Regions from separate parts of the Triticum aestivum genome. Here region 1 is linked to region 2. A link is a contact called in public Hi-C data. All regions are on one chromosome and are shown on one strand. The core of a region is the stretch at or near the end of the contact, and the rest is flanking DNA. Distances in the headings are between cores, read along the strand shown. Region 1 holds the start of LOC123111428 (serine/threonine-protein phosphatase BSL1 homolog). Region 2 has its middle 38 kb from the start of LOC123077678.

The links. A called contact is a pair of places that touch in the nucleus more often than the background predicts.
Region 1: a contact with region 2 is called in a Hi-C map of leaf, with 6 times the contacts expected there. The contact joins the promoter of LOC123111428 here to the enhancer-like site in region 2. A contact is called at or near these places in 3 of 5 Hi-C or Micro-C datasets (leaf and an unstated tissue).

Annotation. Positions count from the first base shown.
Region 1 is chr1B:125,254,816-125,258,041 of IWGSC CS RefSeq v2.1, reverse strand. LOC123111428 (serine/threonine-protein phosphatase BSL1 homolog) reads right to left here and starts at 1,268. Exons shown (of 21, transcript XM_044532236.1): 1 at 882-1,268; 2 at 720-780. The coding sequence starts at 1,095.
Region 2 is chr1B:124,743,428-124,746,933 of IWGSC CS RefSeq v2.1, reverse strand. It overlaps the pseudogene LOC123111419. Among protein-coding and RNA genes, the nearest start is that of LOC123077678, 38 kb to the right of the region's middle. Within about 2 kb of position 1,278, at least 3 of the 8 cell types and tissues checked have an H3K27ac peak or open chromatin away from gene starts, as enhancers often do. A contact at or near this core is called in leaf, where this site is marked.

The DNA.
Region 1 (3,226 bases), core at 19-2,518, 510 kb before region 2:
ACGAATCTACCATTAAGAGTACATTTCGGCTTGCATAATAAATATACCGTTACGAGTCCATTCGGCTTGCGTGACGAATATACTGTTACGAGTCCATTTGGCTTGCCAAACAAATAACGCCCAGCTAAGTAACTGATGTATGGAAAGCATATAATTGTGCACAATTGCTAGTGAGCTCAAACATAAGATACAGGGTTCACCACATTTAACCAAACAAGACACAAATACAACCCATAATCGGACACAATCTACACATTTAGCCTCCCCAACAAGAAATGACTTAAAATTGACCCAGAATTATGCCTTGTAATGAAGCCAAATGGAGGCTCTCCAGCTGGATGTAACCTGCAGGCACGTAGAACTTAATCTAACGAATATACCGTTCCAAGTCAAGCATTACGAGTCCATTCTAATCTAGCTTTACAAGTCCATTCGGATTGCCTAACGAATATACCGTTGCGAGTCCATTCGGCTTGCCTACCGAATAACGCCAAGCAAAGTAACTGATGTATGTAAAGCATATAATCGTAACAACTGCTGGTGAGCTCGAACATAAGATACAGAGTTCACCACATTTGACACAACCAGACACAGGTACCAGTGATCGGACGCAATCTATACATTCAGCCTCCGCAACAGAATATGACTCAAAATTGAGCTATAATTATGCCGTCCGACGAAGCAGCATAGCAAAAATCTGGGTCGAGCAGCGGCCTCACCTCGTCCACCTCCGCTTGTCCACGTCGTACGAGTGCACCGTGTTGGTCACCCCCGCGAGCCCTTCAGTCCAAGACCAAAAACCCACCATTAGAGCACAACAGAAGGAGAATTTCAACTCGAGCACAGCGCGCGCGAGAGGGGAGAGAAAAGGGGCACCGAACTGATGCCGGGGAGGCCGGAGGTCGCGCCGGCCTCGATCGCCGTGGCGCCGCCGAAGAGGATGAGGCGCGGGCCGTGGCCCTTGGTGGGCGCGATGACGGTGAGGGAGTGGCCGCACCTGTAGCCCGGCGAGTCGTCCCCCGACCCCTCCCACCCCTCCACCTCCCTGTACGCCGGCGCCGGCACGACCCACGCGCCCTTCCCCGCCGTCCCCATCGCCGCCCCAACTCGTCGGACCCAAACCCTAGCTTCCCCACTCCCCGCGCTAAACCCTAGGCTGCAGCCGCGACGGCGCCGACGCAGACGCAGCCCGCAGCTTGGGATCCGAGGAGGTGGGGAGTGAGGAGAGAAAGAGAAACGGCTGGGAGAGAAGAGAAGAGTAGTACTGCAGTTCGCACTGGACGCGGAGAGAGGCGACAGCGGGGGCCGGGGTGTGCGGTAATACGGTGGGGCTGGGGTGGCGGTGGGAGGGGGTTAATACGGTGGGGCCGGGGTGTCGGTGGGCGGGGGTAAATGGTGCGCGGGTGCGGGCGCTGGGGGAGTCAATGGGGGCCTTCGTCATCATCTACAGCTCAGAGGTGGGGAGGGAAGTACACAACGGAAGGAGGGAGGGGCTGGCGAGGCGAGGGATGAATGGTAGGCACGGCCGCCGCCGGGTGGGCTGTGGGCCCCACCGGCCCGGCTGGCTGACTTTATAACTGGTTGCCTTTTCGAATAGGTACAGTTCACAAAGGTTTCTCCTTTTGGATTGGAACGTGTAGGGAAACCCACAGAGAGAGACATCCTGACAGGTGAGCAGGCTGGTGGAGGGGGGGAGTGCCACGGCCACGATGGCGGGGGCTGGCCGCGACGGTGCGGCGGAGATCATCGTCAACTCGATGGAGCATGGCTAGTCAGCTAGTTGTAGGAATGCAAACTAGAACTCTCAAGTCAGCCCCATGTAAATGTCACATGGGAAGGTGATTTGCTTGTGGCGGTGGCGGTGGCGAGTGGCACGGTTACGGCGGCGGCGCCCAGGACGATGTGGCCATGGTCATAGCAGGAATGGTGGGGTGGAGGCGGTTGGAGACACGGTGGCATTGTGGCAAGATGGCGCCTAGATTTGGCGTGTGTGCGTTAGGGCCGGAGGGGCTACAACGGGTGATAGCCCTATTTGCGGTCCATCTTCACTCTCACTTATTGTCGCTCCCGCCTAGGAGTCTGACCTGTGGTGGTGAGCGTTTGGACGACGGCTTTGGAATGTGGTCGGCAGATATGCAAGGTGGCTGCGGCAGCTGTCCCATTTGGCCGTAACCCTACATCCAGCATCCCAATCTTCGTCACCGACAAAGATTGGAGGCGGTGCGGCAATGTCCGAAAGCAGAGACGGCAAAGCCATCTACCTACTTCGAGTGTTTTCTCTAGCGGCATGGGTGGTATCCGACATCTCACGACAGTGGGACTAATGAGTCATCGCCAACTAGTATAACGGTTGTTGGCAACTATGGTTTCGACAACAAGTGTGTGCATCCAAGGTGAAAACCCGTGATCCCCTATCTTCGTCTTGAGATGGCAACGTCGACATGGGGTGCGTCGTGCCCTTGTTGAAGGTGTTGGGAAAATCCCAAGTGCAACCTTTGGTTGGATCCGTCAACATCCACGTGTGTGTGGTGATGCCTTTCTGAAGGATTTGCCAAGGAGTAGTTATTGCTCAATCATGTGTCATGGTGTCTGTGCTAGGTTTGGGGAATACTGTCGTGAAGCGGATATTTTCTTTAAGCAACTCATTCGGCATCAATGTTGGCTTTACATGGCATTGTTAGATAATATTAATAAATAATTGTGTGCATAAGTGATGCAGAGGCCATGAGTTGATTCTCCTTTTCTAAGAAAACAAGAGAAGGGTGTTTAATATATACTCGTATGCAAACTCACAGAGTATCCAATTAGATCTCGAGTGGTTGATACAGTAATAAACCATACTTTTAGAATGATACGCTGGAGCAATACTATGAGATAATAGTGAGATTGTCTCATGGTTTCCCACCTATCAATGATGCATACGGTCTATAATTGTGATCATATTACATACATCTTTTGGTTCTCTGCACATCTGGGTGGTAAATGGTGGAGGCATTGATGATGACACTATGCGCCAATATATACTTTAGACAGAAAGCATATTGACAAGAGGAAAACAAAAGTATAAATACATCATTGTGAAGATATTGACGAACTACTATAATCCACATGAAAGATGGATTATAGGTCTGAGGGTGGCATTCGAAGAAACATAATGTATGTTCGGCATGTTGGCGATCATTACTTCTAGCACTCTTCGAAATAAACTTTATAAGGATGGACATAT
Region 2 (3,506 bases), core at 29-2,528:
GGATGTGGAAGGGATGTCGGCGAGGCTAGAATGGATACCGCCGGAGCAAAGAAAAAAATGGGGTGAGCATTAAAAATCCTCGATGCAGCTACGAGGTGGGCGGCCAAACGTAGCCAAAGGCCCCGCCATGTGAGCAGCTGAAGCCCCCGCTAGTGCAGTTGACGTCCCGACAACAATGATGGTTCGTTACGGTCCGACTACCGCTGGAAGCAAATCGAGAAGGAACTTTGAGCATCTTTTGCGTCTCCTAGAGGTCGTGATCCCCAATCGTAACGATAGCGAGCCAACGATGGCGAAACTACTACTGGGAGGGCATGGAATTGGGCACTAGGGTGGTGGAGCATCGGCTGCCATATGTGGCAAGGAAGGGACCGTGATACATAATGTGGGTTTTGACAGCAAGGGAGTGTAGCAGGGAATTAACAAGGGTGATACGCCGTGCCACCCATGCTTCCCAAGGAGTACAAGTTTACTGACACGTGAAACTGCATGCTGCGATGCGCCTTCTCGGCACCGACTCCTTAGGAAAGGTCGGCTGGGCCATTATTCTGCCTCAAGTCCGAGGATAACTTTAGGTTCATGAGGGCAATTCTGTACCGACCAGGATGCCAAGTCTATCGAACCCGATCAAGTGTACTTGACACACCTTCTTCAAAAGTCAGATAGGACGATTAACATTTGCCATACAATCACATTCAATTCAATCCTATTTATGAGCAATGTAGATAATAATAAATAGTTTCTCTACCCAGGTTTGCATATAGTTCTAAAAAAAGCCCTTCAAAAAGTTCACCTAACTTCTTGGTTGCATTTGATTTTTGTATCATCAAGTTATAAATAAAACCTGCCATTCGCCCAACACAACCCCCCCCCCCCCTAAAAATGACCAACACAAAAAAACCCACCTGCCACTGATTATCTCCATTTTCACTCAAGTTCTATAACTTTATAGTACTAACATTTTTTATTTGATTATATTTTTATGTAAACAGAATTTTTTTTAACATCAGTACAGACACAAGCGTTCATATACACACGCATACACTCATCCCTATGAACGGACACACGCATACCTTACCCCCTATGAGCACCTCCAAAAAACTGAGTCGGCATATCATTTAAGATTTACGAATTCACAGTCCAACTTAATCGGTACATTTGGCGTTCACCAGGCGGCGGAGCACGTGCGTTCTCCATTTTGTTTTTCTGAGTATAACGTGCGTTCTCCTTAGCGCACACGCAGAAAATGGCGAAGCTGGTGTGGACCTGGGCTTAGCCCGGCTTAGGCCCGCAGTTCGGTCCCGCAAATCTAACCCGGCCCGAACCGACCCGATCTGGCGTATATTATCCCGACGTAGTAAAACAAAAGCGAAAGAGAAAAGGAAAACCTAAATTCCCCATCCGAAGCGCAGAGCCACCCCGCCCCGGCGCCCGCCCGCCTGCCTCCCCGACCCCGATCGATCCATCGAAGCCGAAGAAGCTCCCCCTCCCCTCTGACAACACCGCGCGAAAACATAACACAGCCCCCCTCTCCAGTCGTAAAGGCAGCCCCCGCAAAGGCTTCGAGCGGCCGTTGCCGCGCTCCGATTTGAACCGGGAAGTGGGGGACGAAGGCCCCCGCCTCACCGCCTTGCCTCCACCGCTCCGCGCGGGCTGGAGGCGGAAACCCTAGCGATGGCGGCGTCCGTGGACGCGGCTGCGGCCGTGGCCGCGCCAGCTCCCGCGCCGCCCGTCGCCGCGCCCGAGGAGGCCGGCGGGGGCGACGCGGAGCAGGCCAGGATCCTCATCGGGGCGCTCAACCTTCTGTCGCGCAACCTCCCGCTTCCACCCGCCGTCCTGCGCGCGGTCTCGTCCATCTACCACGGCGGCGAAGACGCGGACCAGGAGGAGGAGGAGGAAGGGGCCGAGGGCCCGTCGCTGGTCGGGGATGAAGGCGGAGAGGGGGATCCCGCTGACGCCGTCGATGCGGCCGAGGTGCGTGCCGGTGCTTCTCCACTATGCGGCGCGTTTCGGTTGGATGCTCTGGCGTCGTGTAGCTCGATGGGGACTCTGGTGCCGGGGTTTGGTCTGGTGCGTGGTTTGGCTAGGGTTTGTGGAATTGGCGAGATTTAGCTGTGGTCCCAAATAATTAATTACTGTGGTTCGTGGCTTCGTGCTACGGATTTTGGGTTCGACTCGGGCTGCATCTTTGTGCAATTGGGAGCGTTAGCTTTTGGCGCTTTGTAATGCGTGTGGGTTAGTAAATTTCTCTGTCTGACGCCCTCTTGATTCTCTTTAAGACGAACGCATGATTATGGCATATCAACTTGTATTATCCCGGGGCTACAAGATTGGTGCTAGATATATTTAGCTGGCCACTCAGCTGGGACAACTTGAGTGACATTTGATGATTGGGTATCATGTTGTTTGTTTGGGTGATAGGGTCTTCTGATGTCGCGATGGAATCAGAAACATGTAGCTTCATTTCCAAAATGCACTATATTTATCTAGGACTTCCTTGAGAACTTTGTCTTGCCATCAGACTGATTCTCATTAATGAGGGGAGTTAGATGGAAAATGGGATAAATTGCTTGTCTTCCTTTATATGTTAAGTTGTTTGCCGTCATAACTAATCTGAGATACTTCTGCCCCCACCCCCTTGTTTCGAGAAACTTCTCCTTCTGCCACTGTTTGTGATCCCGACCTTGGGTTAGGAAAAAGCCATGCCAGTTTTCTGTTGTCCTGACAAGAAATTACCATGAAGGAAAGCACCACAAAATCACATGAAGTTCATAAGAAACAAAAATACAGGATGACCTGGAGAATTCTGGAGTCACTTTTCTACACAAGTTTAAGACTGATCTTCTTCTTCTGAAGTTCCAGTCCAGATCAATCCATGATTTTTTTCTTGATTATCTGGCATTTTCTTGATACACTTCTGAATTTTCTTTTATTCTTTCTGTTGATGGTTGTTTGGCTTGGACCACATGACAATGGCTAGAGAAACACGTAATGCTAGAAGGAGGAACACAACGAGTGGCATAAATATTATCTCTTTTGTTCTATTATTATTAGAGGTTTAGGGTTTGTTAATATTCTTTAACTGGCCTTTTCCTCTACCTCTTAGGAAGCCACCTTGATTCAAGAGCTTGAAGATTCTATATATAGAAACCAAATGACGCACATGTCGTCCTCAAAGTTGACTGCTCTAAAAGAAGAACGCTTCAATACCTGCATCCAGCATCGGTTATCTGAACTCGAAGGTCAGATATTAACTCCTTCAGTGTCTTGTTACCTGATTAGTTTTCTGAGTTCCATTTTCTGTAGTAAATCAATACTGTATTAGGCTTTTAGCATTAGTACTTATCCTGCTTTCACCTTGTCTTTCTGTATTAAGAAGGTCCTTGGTTATTTTGGTTTAGTACTTATCTTTATGTTTTATCTTCTGTTCTGTATCTTTGCTTATCTTAATTTGCATATAAAAAGTTGGTTCTGCAATTGACCTTCTGAAAATGGCTAAGACGGTG